Linked DNA regions of Cricetulus griseus: region 1 is linked to region 2. A link is a contact called in public Hi-C data. All regions are on one chromosome and are shown on one strand. The core of a region is the stretch at or near the end of the contact, and the rest is flanking DNA. Distances in the headings are between cores, read along the strand shown.

Region 1 (6,672 bases), core at 163-2,662, 81 kb after region 2:
GGTTTGTGACTAGCTTTGTAGACATAGAAATATAAATCAAGCCATCTTGAATACCTCAAAAACCTTGCCCATGTGGCTGCTGGCATCAATACTCCACACAAAATTAAAAATTATTTCCCAAGATGCACACCCTGTGCTTCAGTTGATATTTTAATAACTTGATTAAAAATTTCCCAGAAGTCTATTAGAGTCAGGAAACAGTCTGTGGTGTAGGTGAGGATTTGTTTTTGCAACGGAAACTTTTAGCCCCCATGAACAGACTAGCCAAAAACCCTCATTTACATGTTTATCCTCCATCCTCACTTGAATGAATAATGAAAAGTGAAAACCTGTTTGGAAGAATAGGCTTTTATGTTTGCCTCTCTCTCAGTTAGGTAGACTCACAGGATCAATTTTTCAAATTGTCTTTTATTTTCCACTCTTGAATAAATTTGGGCATTCACTATCAGAGACAGACATCATTATAAATAAAATTAAAATGATCAAAGCCAGGCATGGTGGTACTCTCTTGTAATAGGAGCATTTGGAAGGCCGAATCAGGAGGATTGCCCTAACATTGAGGCCAATCTAAATCTACATAGTGAGTTCCAGGCCACCTAGACCTACACAGCAATACCATGTGTCTAAATAAATAAACGCAGTAGCCATAAACATGGTCTGGGGAACCTGGGGGATATATTTTAATTAAAATAACCAATAGCCTGGTATATGCCTGGCAGAGGCAAGCACAGCTCTCTGAGTTTGAGGCCAGCCTGGTCTACATAGTGAGCTCCAGGCCAGATGGGGCTCGGAAAAAAAAAAAAAATCAACAAGAACAAAACGAAAAAATCCACAAACAAACAAAAAAACCCAAAATTCGATAACTTAAAGGGTGGGTTAGAGTATAGTTTGCCCTTTCTTAATTAAAAACGAGTCTGCTAGTCCTTGGGCCAGCTCACTGCAGAAACTGCTATGAAAAGCCCCGAAGGGCTGGGTTGCTGTCCAAGCCATGGAACTCCATTCCCCTGTGCAAGCTCAAGCCTGCCGGCCTCGGTCGCTGCAAGTCCCTGGAGGTCTTTCTCTTCCTTGCAGACATCTAGGTTCCCCAGGGTCGGTGTCCTCCTGCGTACACCATGGTGCAGGGCCGGCCGCCTCAGGCTCGCCGCCACCAGGTCGTGGCAAAAATCTCTTCCCTTCTTGGGGCCCCAGAAGCCAGGCCGCCTCCCTCCTCCCTCCTCCCTCCTCCCTCCCTGCTGGCGGGGCCCATTCCCAGCCCGGGATCAGCAGCAGCCGCGGCAGCGACGGCAGGAAGCGAAGCCCTTGTTGATGCTGTTCCGTGGCGCGCCTGTCCGCCCTCCGGCGGCCTCTAGGCTCTTCCGGGCTCCTGGAGTCCCCCCTCCGCGCGTGCGCAGTGCCTCACGAGGGGGCGGGGCTCAGATTCCTGTCAGCGGCGGCGGCGGTGGCGGCTGCAGTCAGTGTGCGCTGAGGAGAAGCCCGAAACGGACTCTTTGGCTGTCCCTCTCCCCTACCCCGCCCGAACCTTCTTCTCTCTGGACTCACCGGGAGTCAGTTCTCTACTCCGCAGAGCTGCTCTACTCCCCGCCGCCGTTCTCGTCGCTCGGCCGGGTGGGAAGTGACTGCCCTCGAGGAGGAGGAGGAGGAGGAGGCAGCGGCTGCCGCCCTCGCCTCGCCGCCCCCGGTTCGGTGCCCGCGGTCCCGGAGAGGAGGTGCCGCCGCCACCGCCGCTCCCCCCCTCCCGCTGCCCTCGGGCCGGGCTGGGTCGAGCTGCGATGCCCTCGGACTTCATCTCATTGCTCAGCGCGGACCTAGACCTGGAATCGCCCAAGTCCCTGTACTCGCGAGGTGAGTCAGATGGGGGGTGGGGCGTGGGGGCGGGGAGCGCGGGCGCTCAGAGTCCCGGGGGTCCCCGTCGGAGCCCGGCTCGGCCGGGGTTGCCCCTCACGAGAGTCCCAGGCTGGCCCTGGGGCGTCACGGAGGGCTAGGGGAGATTCGGGAACTGCGGAGCGGCGGCCCCTCCACAGCGCAGCGCGGGGCGCCCGGGGCTCAGGTTCCGGCCCCCCCCCCTCCGAGTCCTCTGCGGCCCCGGAGGTTCGCATCCTGACGGTCGCCGCTCCCGGCTCCGCCACCCTCTGTCGGCTGCCTGCCCAGTCCTTCCCCGACTCGGGAATCACCCCACTAGTCCCGGTGCTGGGGCGCCCAGGGGGTCCGGACGCCGCGGCTCCTGTCTCCCGGTCTCTCCTCCCCGGCAAAGTTGCCACACGCCGGGCTGCGTGGCCCCAAGCGGCTTCCGAGCTGAGGGTCACCATTTTTTTCTCCCTCTTTCGGCTTGTTTGTGCGCGGTCGTCCTTACCCCCCCCCCCGGGCCTAATCCACTCCCTCCCCATGTCGGGACGGCCCCCCTCAACCAGGCGTTCTTCCTTTCCTCGTCATCGTCTTGCCTGGAAAAGGCCCGAATTTTCTTTTTTCTGTCTTTTCACCTCCGTGGCATTCTAATTACTTCTTTTACAAATATAGGGATGCCCTCCCTGGATTACTTGTATTCCTCTCCCTGGAGTACCAGGCTCGGGCACAGTCCTGCCCTTAGAGAAATTTCTCTTCTTTGCTGTTCAAGGGCTCCTTGCAGAGAGGAGGCAATGAACACAGCTCCCCATTTAAAACTATTTTGGCTAAGGCCTTCAGGGGATTCCCAGCATCTAAAACATTAACACTTGAGGTGATCTCTGCTGGGGTTAAATTCCTACACTGGACACCACAAGAATGTGTCAGAACAGGTTTCCTTTGCAAGGGGTATCAAACTAAAAATACCCACATTTGCACTCATCGCCAATTCTTATACCGGTGGAAGGGGCAAAAGTCTGTTCTTAGCGATTCATTTATATTTTAAAACATACCACGGTGTGAACCCTTTTCCCGAGAAATCCAGCATTTCCCCTCTTTTTAGTTTTACAAATCCACCAGATAATTTTACCGAGGGACTTAAGCCTGGCGTTAGTGTATTCATATTGTTTAAGTGAGTCAGAGGGATGTGATTTACCATGGAAGGTGCTGACTTTATATTGAGTTTGTACACAGAGCCCTACTTCATAACTGTTAGGCCATTGTCTGTTGCTTTAATGACTTTAGTTGACAGTTATTATCCTGTAGGATATTTCTCAGATATTACCTGAAATAGCTTAGAAATATTGTAGTTTGAAGTGTCAGAAAATATCAAGAGGTGAGCTTTAGAATAAGGCTGATGTACAATTGAATGCTAAAAATAGGCAAGACAGTAACACCATTTGGGCAGTAATCATCAGATAATTTTCCATGAAACAAATGCTTTATCAAAATTTGAGTTTAGCTTAGAGACTAGTGTAGAAGCAACCCAAGCACCCTTTTGCAGGGAATAGACCAAACTAATATGGGCTTAAGCTCTTAAAAATACATAATAGTTACATAAGAGATGTATGCTATCCTTGGCATTTTTTTCTCATTCAGCATAAAAAGTACTTAATGCTTTTTGTGTTTTTCAGATTCTCTGAAGTTACACCCATCACAGAATTTTCATAGAGCTGGACTATTGGAAGGTCAGCAAAATGCCATTTTACAGTATATTGTGTTAGTGTGCAAAGGCTTTCTCTGAGATGGAGTTGAAATGGAAAAGTGGGAAACTTTGCAGACTCACACAATGTAGTTTTTTTTGCTAAGGAGCCTGATCCTTCTTTTAGAGCAGCTAAATGTTTCAGTGGATTTCATTGTTGTGCTTGAAGTGCTTATAGCCCATTGTGTCTGCTTTGAGAGGCTTTGGGGAAATCCCTCACAATCGTTTAAAATTATGTGTTGGGTGTTCTACTTTAGAATTTCAGCTTTTTTTTTGGTTGTTTTTTTTTTGTTTGTTTTTTTGTTTTTTTCTTGGTTTTTCGAGACAGTTTCTCTGTGGCTTCCTGGAACTAGCTCTTGTAGACCAGGCTGGTCTTGAACTCACAGAGATCTGCTGCCCTCTGCCTCCCGAATGCTGGGACTAAAGGCGTGCGCCACCACCGCCTGGCCAGTTATTTATTTATTTATTTTTTTAACACAAACTGAATTTGAAAAGGTTCAAACATAAAGATGATAAATTAATAAATACAGCAGTGACACCAAACAAACTTAGTTTGAAAATTCCAAATTGAAAACTTGGATGTTATGTGTTTCAGAATGATATATAATTTATTTACCAATTATTGATGTGACTTCTATATCATTATATTTAAGGATGAAAAAAGCTAAGTAATAGAGATGATTAAACTATGCTTAGAAAAAGAGGCCCATAGAATGTTCTGGAAAAGTTAATAGGCTATGTACCTTAAACAGATGACAATTCTTTTAAAAACTTTTTTTTATTTTTACTTTACACTTACCATCTTTGAATTTTAGAGTCTTGGTATTAGATAGCAAGGATATTAATTATTTCTCCGTTATTTAGAAATGAGAAACAAGCTGAAAGTAAGAGTCTTGGGGGAAAAGTTGAGCAGCAGCAGAAACAATCCCTTCTGTGTTGTAGTCAGTACTCCTTACCCAAAGCCAAGTGCCACCATGAAATAAATATATGTATCCAGTGACAATGCTTTATTATGTCTGTAGTACTTTATTATCTCTTTGAAAAGGACCTTGAATATTTTTGTCTGACTTGAATATAGCTTTTTCTTCCCATAGAGGAAGGTTGTCCTATAGATACAGTGGAGGAAGTGGGTGTTGTAATTGAGCTTAGGTTTAAATACCAGTTTAGCAACTTCTTCAGTTCTGTGACCTGGGGCAAGTGATTTTACTATTCTAAACTTTATTATTCCTTCTAGAAAAGTAGGTATCTCCTTAGGTATTAAAGTGTCTAGTTATAGTGTTTGGCTTTATTATTATTTTATTATTGGATAGTACTGGGGATTTATTTATTTGCTTACTATTGTTTTTTGAGACAAGTCTCACTATGTAGCTCTTTGATGTTCTGGGACAATTCTATATGGGTCATACTGGCCTGGAACTTAGATCTGCCTGCCTCTGCTTTGAGTGCTTTAAAGAGTGTGCCACAATGCCCAGAAGTACTGGGAATTTAACCTGGGACTTCAAGAATGGGAGGCAAATGTTCTCATTGAGCTATATGACCCTAGCAGGGAATATCCTAATCAGAGAGATTATCTATCAGGGAAAATGTGTTAATTATTTAAGGATGTATTTTATAAATTTTAAGGTTTTTCTTTTTTTTTTGTTTGTTTTTTAAGATTATTTTTATGTGTATGGGTGTTTTGCTTTTGCCTGCCTGTATGTCCGTGTATCGTGTGTGCGTGTGTGTTGTGCTGACAGAGACCATAAAAGAGTGTTGGATCCCCAGAGACTGGAATTATAGAGCTGTCATGTATGTGCTGGGAATCAAACTTGGGTCCTCTCTAAGAGCAGCCAGTGCTCTTCTGAGTCTTCTCTCCAGTCCCCTAAAAGTTAGTTTTTAAACTTTAGCATCAGCTATATTGTTTTAACAGTATAATTTAGAGTATATAAAAGGTTCTCAAATATATTTTTTTCTTTTTTGAGATAGGTATTACTATGTAGTCTTGGCTGGCCTGGAATTCACTATGTAAAGCAGGCTGCCTTTGAACTCAAGACATTGGCCTGCTGCTTGTTTTCAAATGAGAGATAGAAAGAAAAGATGTGGCTTGGCTAGGTGGATGGAGGGGAAACTGTGATCAGAACATATTTTATGAAAACAATTTTCAATAAAAAAGTTAAATCAAAAAAAAAAAAAAGATTGGCCTGCTTCTGCCTCCCGAGTTCTGGCTTATTAAAGACATATTCTATCATGCCTGGCTTTTTGTATTAATTTTTTGTTGGTCTTTTTGAGACAGGGTTTGTCTATGTATGCTTGGACTGCCCTGGAACTCTCTCCATAGACCAGGCTGGACTCAAACACAGGAGATCTACCTGCCTCTACCTCTCAAGTACTGGAAGTAAAGTAAAGGTGTTCACCATGATTGTCTGGCTTTGTATTAATTTTTTAGAATACTCTGTTTTATTCTAAGAAGTATATATTCTAGTTCATTTCTTTTTTCTTTTTTCTTTTCTTTTCTTTTTTATTTAATTTTTACAAATTGTAATTTCACATGTCAATCCTTTCTCCCTTTTCCCCCTACCCCATCCCCTTCCCCCCTCCACTCCCCATAGAGGGTAGAGCCCTCCATGGGGGCTCCCCAAATTCTACAACATCATCCTGGGCCAGGCCTAGGCCTCCTCTAGTTCATTTCTTGATTCTCCTTTGCCATCTTTGCAAGATAGAGTATACCAGGAGGCTAATACTTCTGGTGTATCAGTGTCTTGTAATCTCTTAAAACTGCAGTCCAAGTAGGTGAGGCAGGAGGGTTGCAGAGATGGAAACAAAGCTAGTAAGTTCCTGGCTATAGAATGTGTAAACACACACACACACACACACACACACACACACACACACACACACACACACACACACACACACGGAAAAATTGTTGAACATAAATCTCTTCAGAGTGGTGTATGTCAAGAGCTTGCCACTGAATTATTCCTTTTTTTTTTTTTTTTTTAAGTTTTTTAAGACAGGGTTTCACTGTATAGCCCTGGCTGTCTTGGAACTCACTTTGTAGACCAGACTAGCTTTGAACTCACAGAGATCCACCTCCCTCTGCCTCCTAAGTT
Region 2 (6,252 bases), core at 1,180-3,679:
GAAATTAAGGAAAGGCCCGTCCTGTCCCCACACTCCTACCCCAGATTTCCTTCAGTCTGGCTTTTAAGAGTCTTAGCACTGGTGGCAGAAGCATGTCTTGCTTGGCTCCTGTCTGCCACAGTCTCATGTGTCCAGGCATGCTTCTAGCTAAGGCTGCCTCTGGTGAAGGCTGCAGGCCAGCACCATGCCACTGTTTCAGGCAGCAGAATATTCTAGAGTTATTTGTAAGCCCTTTGTCTAATCTATGTGTCTCTACTACAGAGGAGTTGGGCCACCAGAATCTCCACAAGGAGAGGTGGCCCAGCTCTGGAGGAAGCTCTGGGGAGACAGGCGTTGTCTGGTTTTGTTAAATTCCAGAAGAAAGTCACTTTGCCAAAAATGCCAAAAATAAAAAGGACTGTCTAGACACTCACATATTAGAAGCTCTAATATGGAGACCTGACCGTGACATCATCAGTTTATGCTTCCATGGCGAGATGGAGGGGGTCAGTCATTTGACAAACAGGATCGAGAGCCAGCTGTGTACCAGGCTGTGTTCTTGGCACCCGGGGACAGGGACAAGATGAGAAATATCTCCAAGAATATGCAACTGGGACAGAGACCCCTGACAGACTCACTTACCTGCTCACTCTCTACTTCAATTTCTGTAGCTAGTTAAAGGTCATCTGTGTAAGAAATTAATGGGAACATTATAGAAATAAACAGCGAATAATCTTTACATTGTGCATTATTCTGAATAACATGATAAAATGAGCAATGCCACTCTGTCCACCCAACTCATGAGTGTGCCCATGCTGTATCTGCTACCTACCCTTGGCTAACATTCTGAAGCCACACTTCTGCAACTTTTATCATAGTACACTGTGATGATTGCTCTGTCTTACTACTAGTTATCATTGATCTCTTTGTAAATCATGCCTTATCATCGATATACACATATAGGAAAAACACATGTAGGATTCGGTGATATTTGAGGCTTCAGGCTTCCTCTGTAGGTCTTGCAACATATCCCCCATGAATGAGCAGGGACTACAGTATTAAAAAGACAGCAGCCACTCAGAGGACTCCAGGCAGAGGGACCCAAGGCTGCAAAGGCCCTGAGACTTGAATGGTTGACTTGCTTAAAGAATTGGAAAATCCTCAAGACTGGCAGAATGAGGAAATGGGGGTAGGAGATGAGAAGAGAGCAGGGGCTCCATCACATGGGGCTTTGTAAGCCTTTCCAAGACTCGGAAGTTGGGATTTTATTATAATGTGACAGACAGTGAAGAGTAGGATGCTGTTTGCATTTTTAGAGCTGGTCTCCACAGAGAGGAGACTATTACAGTAGAAGTGGACGAGTGGTCCAGGTAAGTGGGGGTGATTATAGCTTGGTCCTTTTTGGTAGCAAATCAGGCAGAGGGCTGGGGATTCTTTTTCAAGTGGATATACACTGTTTAAAAAAAAAATTCTCCTCCCCTTGTACCTAATTTGTTACAAATCCATGGTGGTTAAAACCCATAGAGAGCCCAGCTTGGTGGCACATGCCTTTAATCCCAGCACCCAAGAGGTAGAGGCAGGAGGAGCTCTGTAAGCTCAAAGTTATAGGCCAGCCTGGTCTACACAGGGAGTTCCAGGACACCCAGAGCTACATAGTGAAACACTGTCTCAAAAAAAAAAAATTCATAGAGACTTCCTCTTATGACATCTGTTTATTTACTTATTAACTTTAAAACAGGGCCTCACTCTGCAGCCCTGGCTGCCCTGAACTCAATGTGTAGACCAGGCTGGCCTCGAACTCACAGAGATGCACCTGCCTTGCCTCTCAAATGCTGAATTAAAGGTGTGCACCACTGCACCTGCCACTTTTGAGAAAGGGTCTCATGTAGCCCAGAATGGCCTCATACTTACTAGGTAGCCCAAAATAATCTTGAACATCTGATCCTCCTGCCTCTACCTCCCAAGTTCTGGGATTGCCAGTGTGTGCTCCCACATCTGGTTATAGCATGCTGGGGATCGATTGAAGGGCTTTGTTCATGCCAAGCGAGCACTCTACCAACTGAACTACATTCCTAGCCTGCATAATGTGCTTTCAATGGCCACGTTACAGCTCTCTTCTTTGTCCAAGCTGTCTGTCCCTGCTCTTGCAGGAGATTGAAATAGGAGCAAGTGCATGGCTGATCTTGTCTTGGTAGAGTGCTAACATCCATGGCAGGCAGCAGGAGGAGAGATAGAGAGTTGATACTTATTAAGTGCCAGATGCATAGCTTTGATCCCTTTATTCTACAATGACCACACTATACTCCGACTTCTGGCCTTGGTTTCATTTCTTACAGTTTGTTTCTTTTGTTTGGTTTTTGGGGTTTAGATAAGGGCATTGACAGTCAGAAAGCTCGGATACATTGCCCAAGGTCACATAGCTAACAAATGACAGAGTTGGCATCCAGTGCTATGTCTGTCTGATTCCAATTCTTGCCACATCAGCTGAGGCTGGTGAGACCAGTTCAGCACATCCAGGAGGCCCTAAGATCACCAGGACTCCCTGGATTTTAGCCACTCTGGTCTCCTATTGGGGGTGTCTGCTGATTTGCTGAAACTGTGAGGGTGGGCTGAGGAGAGTCAGGGTGAAATGCGTCTTTGTAAGGTTTTCCTCAAAGGTCAAAATTTAACAATGCCTACAAATCTAAAGAAGAAAGAGAGAGTGTGGGTCTTGAGAGAAATAGACTCATTGTGTAGTAATAGATAAACTAGGGTGAGATCAATTAGATTGGACTGGAGGGCAGAGCTGACATCATGTGTCTGGACTCTTTTGACCTGAGAAATTGATGATGGCTATTAGTGTTTCATGGAGGAACACCCAGAAACCAAGATCCTGGTGACAAATTATTACTTTTGTTAAGATTTATTTTCATTATTTTGAAGTGCGTGTGACTTTTAGAATGTGCAGTGCCCACAGAGGCCAGAGGTGTTGGATACCCTAGAGGTGGAGTTACAGGAGGTTGTGAGCTGCCCAGCATGGGTGTTGGGAACTGAACTTGGGTCTTTTACAAGAACAATATGTGCTCTAACTGCTGAGCCATTTTTTTTTCTAGCTCCAGAAGTTCTAATGCATAGAGGAATCTTATCCCTGCTTCTTGGTGACAATTGTAACCTACAAAGGCTTGGGGGAAGAATACCCAAGTTTCCAACAAGACCTCCTGGGCCATTGTTCCAGCAGCCATGGCTTTGTGCGCCACTCAGTCCTCACAAACCTTGAGAGTGCCCCGAAAGCAAGTAGCATGTGCAAAGTTGACCTGACCTGGCTAGCGAGGACTGTATTGGGAAAGGACTAGAACAGCAGTTCATAGGAAGAGACTGGCCCTCTAGCACAATCAGTGGCAATTTCACTCAGGGTTACAAAGAACATGATCTACTTGTCTTCTCCCCTTGGGTTCTTGGGGCTGTCTAGAGAGTGAGTTTGCCTGTGGCTAACCAGCGGCTCTTAACTATGACCATCTTTTCCTTCCTAGAGTGGGATTTTTACCCACTCTAGAATGAATGAAGTCAGACTGATGGACAAATCCTGTGCCTTCCACAAGACATTTCAGTTGGAGTTGTAAGTCTATTATGAAGAAGTGGAGATTGTCCAGCTGTGGTGTTGCACACTTTTAGTCCCAGCACTCGGGAGGCAGAGACAGGTGCATCTCTGAGTTCGAGACCAGGCTGGTCTACAGAGTGAGTTCCAGGACAGCCAGGGCTGTTCAGAAACCTTGGCATGAAAAACAAACAACAGGTCTGAAGAGATGGCTCAGTGGTTAAGAGAACTGGCTGCTCTTCCAGAGGACCCAGATTCAATTCCCAGCATCAACATGGCATATCATTGTCTTCTGTAATTCTAGTAACAGAAGATCCAACACCCTCTTCTGGCTTCCTTGGGCACCTAGATTGCACTGGGTGCATAGGCATACTTGCAGACAAAGCACCCATATACACACACAAAAAAATAAATCTTAGCCAGATGATCACGCACGCCTTTAATCCCAGCACTCAGAGGCAGAGGCAGGTATGGATCTCTTGTGAGTTTGAGACCATTCTGGTCTAGAGAGTTCCAGGACAGCCAAGGCTACAGAGAGAAATCCTGTCCCTCACCCCCTCAAAATAGAACGAAACAAAAAAGAAATAAAGGAAGGAAGGAACAAAGGAAAAAAGAAAGGAAGGAAAAGCAAACAACAATAAAAAAATAGAGGCATTCAGATCTGGCTTTCAAGGACTAAGTTCTGACATCTTCTGTAGGTGTCAGGACATGGAGCACAAACCCAGGTCCTCTGCAAGAGCAGTACACACTCTTAACTGCTGAGTCACCAGCTCAGCCCCCATATTCACTGTTCCAAGGCAGACAGCTCAGTGATTTGTTGTAATACCTACAAAGTATCCATCTAATCCCAGACACCTACTGCTCCAAAAGGAACTGTGCCCATCAATAGCCATCCCATATTCCTAGGCTGTTGAGATTCGAATGTAAAATCGAATGTAAAATCCCACCCCATGTATTTAGACACCGAACCTCCAGCTGGTGGCACTGTTTTGAGAGGCTGAAACCTTTTGGATACAGGGCCTAGGATTATAAAGGTGGAGCTTGAGGGTCATATACAGGTCAATCCAATTCAGGCCCAGTACCTTGCCTCCCAACTGCTAAGATAGCCAGCCAGTTTCCACTGCTGCGAGTGGCCCTGGCTCCCACCACGCCTTTGCCACCACAATGATCCGTATCCTCTGAACTGTGAGCCAGAATGCATCTCTATCTCTTGCTTCTAGTAGGCAATGTGTCATGGTGAGGACAAAACACCCTAGCAAACAGTGATCCTGTCCAAGGGAAGAGACTGTGGATAGACCTGCCTCTGGGGCCTCAAAGTGAATGGACACACCCCCATCCCCAACAAAGCCCTGAACTGGTGTTTCTGGGTTTGGTCCAAGTACTGGGTTGTGAATTCCAAGACTATCCGAGACAACTGTGACTCACACCCTGTGTCGCCACTACCAACCCCCACCCTAGACCCACTCCATCTTGAGGACATGCTCCTCATCTGGATCGTCTGCCTATGGAAGATAACAACAAGGTCATGGTGGCTAAGGACAATTTAGGAATGTGTTAGGTGGTGGCCGGAAGTGGGTTTGGAACTGAGGTGGGTGGAAAGGAGTTAGCAAAGAAGCTGTGGCTGACCACCTGGAGGAGGAGAGAGGGATCCAGATGTGACCGGAAGTGGCTCCTGTGCCTGCTGCTGCCTACTTCCTAATCTGGGCTCCACCTGGTACGTTGGAAATGCGCCTTACTCTGTTCACCCTCTCTACCTGGAAAGGTGTGACGGAAAAGACATCACAAAAAGACAGAGGGCAAGAAGAAACTGACCCTACCCAGCCAGTGTGCCGTCTTCATAGCTGGCTACTGGAGGTAGGGACTGGCAGGGTGGGTGGGGCCAATCTAGACTGAAAATGCCACAATCATAGAAGCTGTTTCAAAATAGCTGTGGAGAAATAAGAAAAAAAGTGTTGGTGCTAAAGAGGCCTCTTTCGCCACTCCAGGACACAAGACAGGGAGTTGGGGCGCTACTGATCTGTAAAGAAAGAGCATGTGCAAGCTGAGGCAGGCTAGGCTGGGCGACAACACGAGACTCTACCTCCAAACCGAACCAAACCAACCAACCAACCCGCTAACAAACCAAACAAAGAAAAAAGAAAACAAAAAGGATAAATGCACACCACCAAGATAAAATGTTGGAGATGTTACTGAAAAGAACATAATTTTGGTTGTGAGCCTAGCCTTTAATGGCTGAGCCATCTCTCCAGTCCTGAAAAGAAATAAAAGCATGGGCTGGTGAGATGGCTCAGAGAGCAAATGTGCTTGCTGCCAAGACTGATGACCTGAGTTCAATCCTTGGGACCCACATGTTGGAAGAAGAGAACAAATTTCTACAAATTGTCCTCTAACTTCAATAGGCATGCTGTGGAATGTGCTCACACCACACACACTCAAACAAATAAATGTAAATGGAACAAAAAAATTAAAGCACACTGGATAGCATAATACCTGGGATCCAGGCTTCACACTGATGGTGTGATGTGTGATTGTCAGTGACAGACCCAAATCTAGAAGGACTCTCAGCATCCTGCCAACAGCCTTCAGGAAAAGTAACTGTGTCTGTCTTGGCTTTTGTTTTATTGACAATGTTATTGTATATTAGAGAATACTATTATTGTTTTTGAGGAGGTGCTTGGGATCAAACCCAGGCCCTTACA

Evidence for each region. A called contact is a pair of places that touch in the nucleus more often than the background predicts.
Region 1: a contact with region 2 is called in a Hi-C map of fibroblasts, with 2.1 times the contacts expected there. The contact joins the promoter of Nfat5 here to the enhancer-like site in region 2. A contact is called at or near these places in 3 of 8 Hi-C or Micro-C datasets (the CHK-Q cell line, the CHO-K1 cell line and fibroblasts).

The regions. Positions count from the first base shown.
Region 1 is chr3:183,605,519-183,612,190 of CriGri-PICRH-1.0, forward strand. Nfat5 (nuclear factor of activated T-cells 5) reads left to right here and starts at 1,413. Exons shown (of 16, transcript XM_027405948.2): 1 at 1,413-1,842; 2 at 3,513-3,566. The coding sequence starts at 1,770.
Region 2 is chr3:183,523,127-183,529,378 of CriGri-PICRH-1.0, forward strand. No RefSeq gene overlaps it. Among named protein-coding and RNA genes, the nearest start is that of Nfat5, 81 kb to the right of the region's middle. Within about 2 kb of position 2,430, at least 1 of the 6 cell types and tissues checked has open chromatin away from gene starts, as enhancers often do. A contact at or near this core is called in fibroblasts, where this site is marked.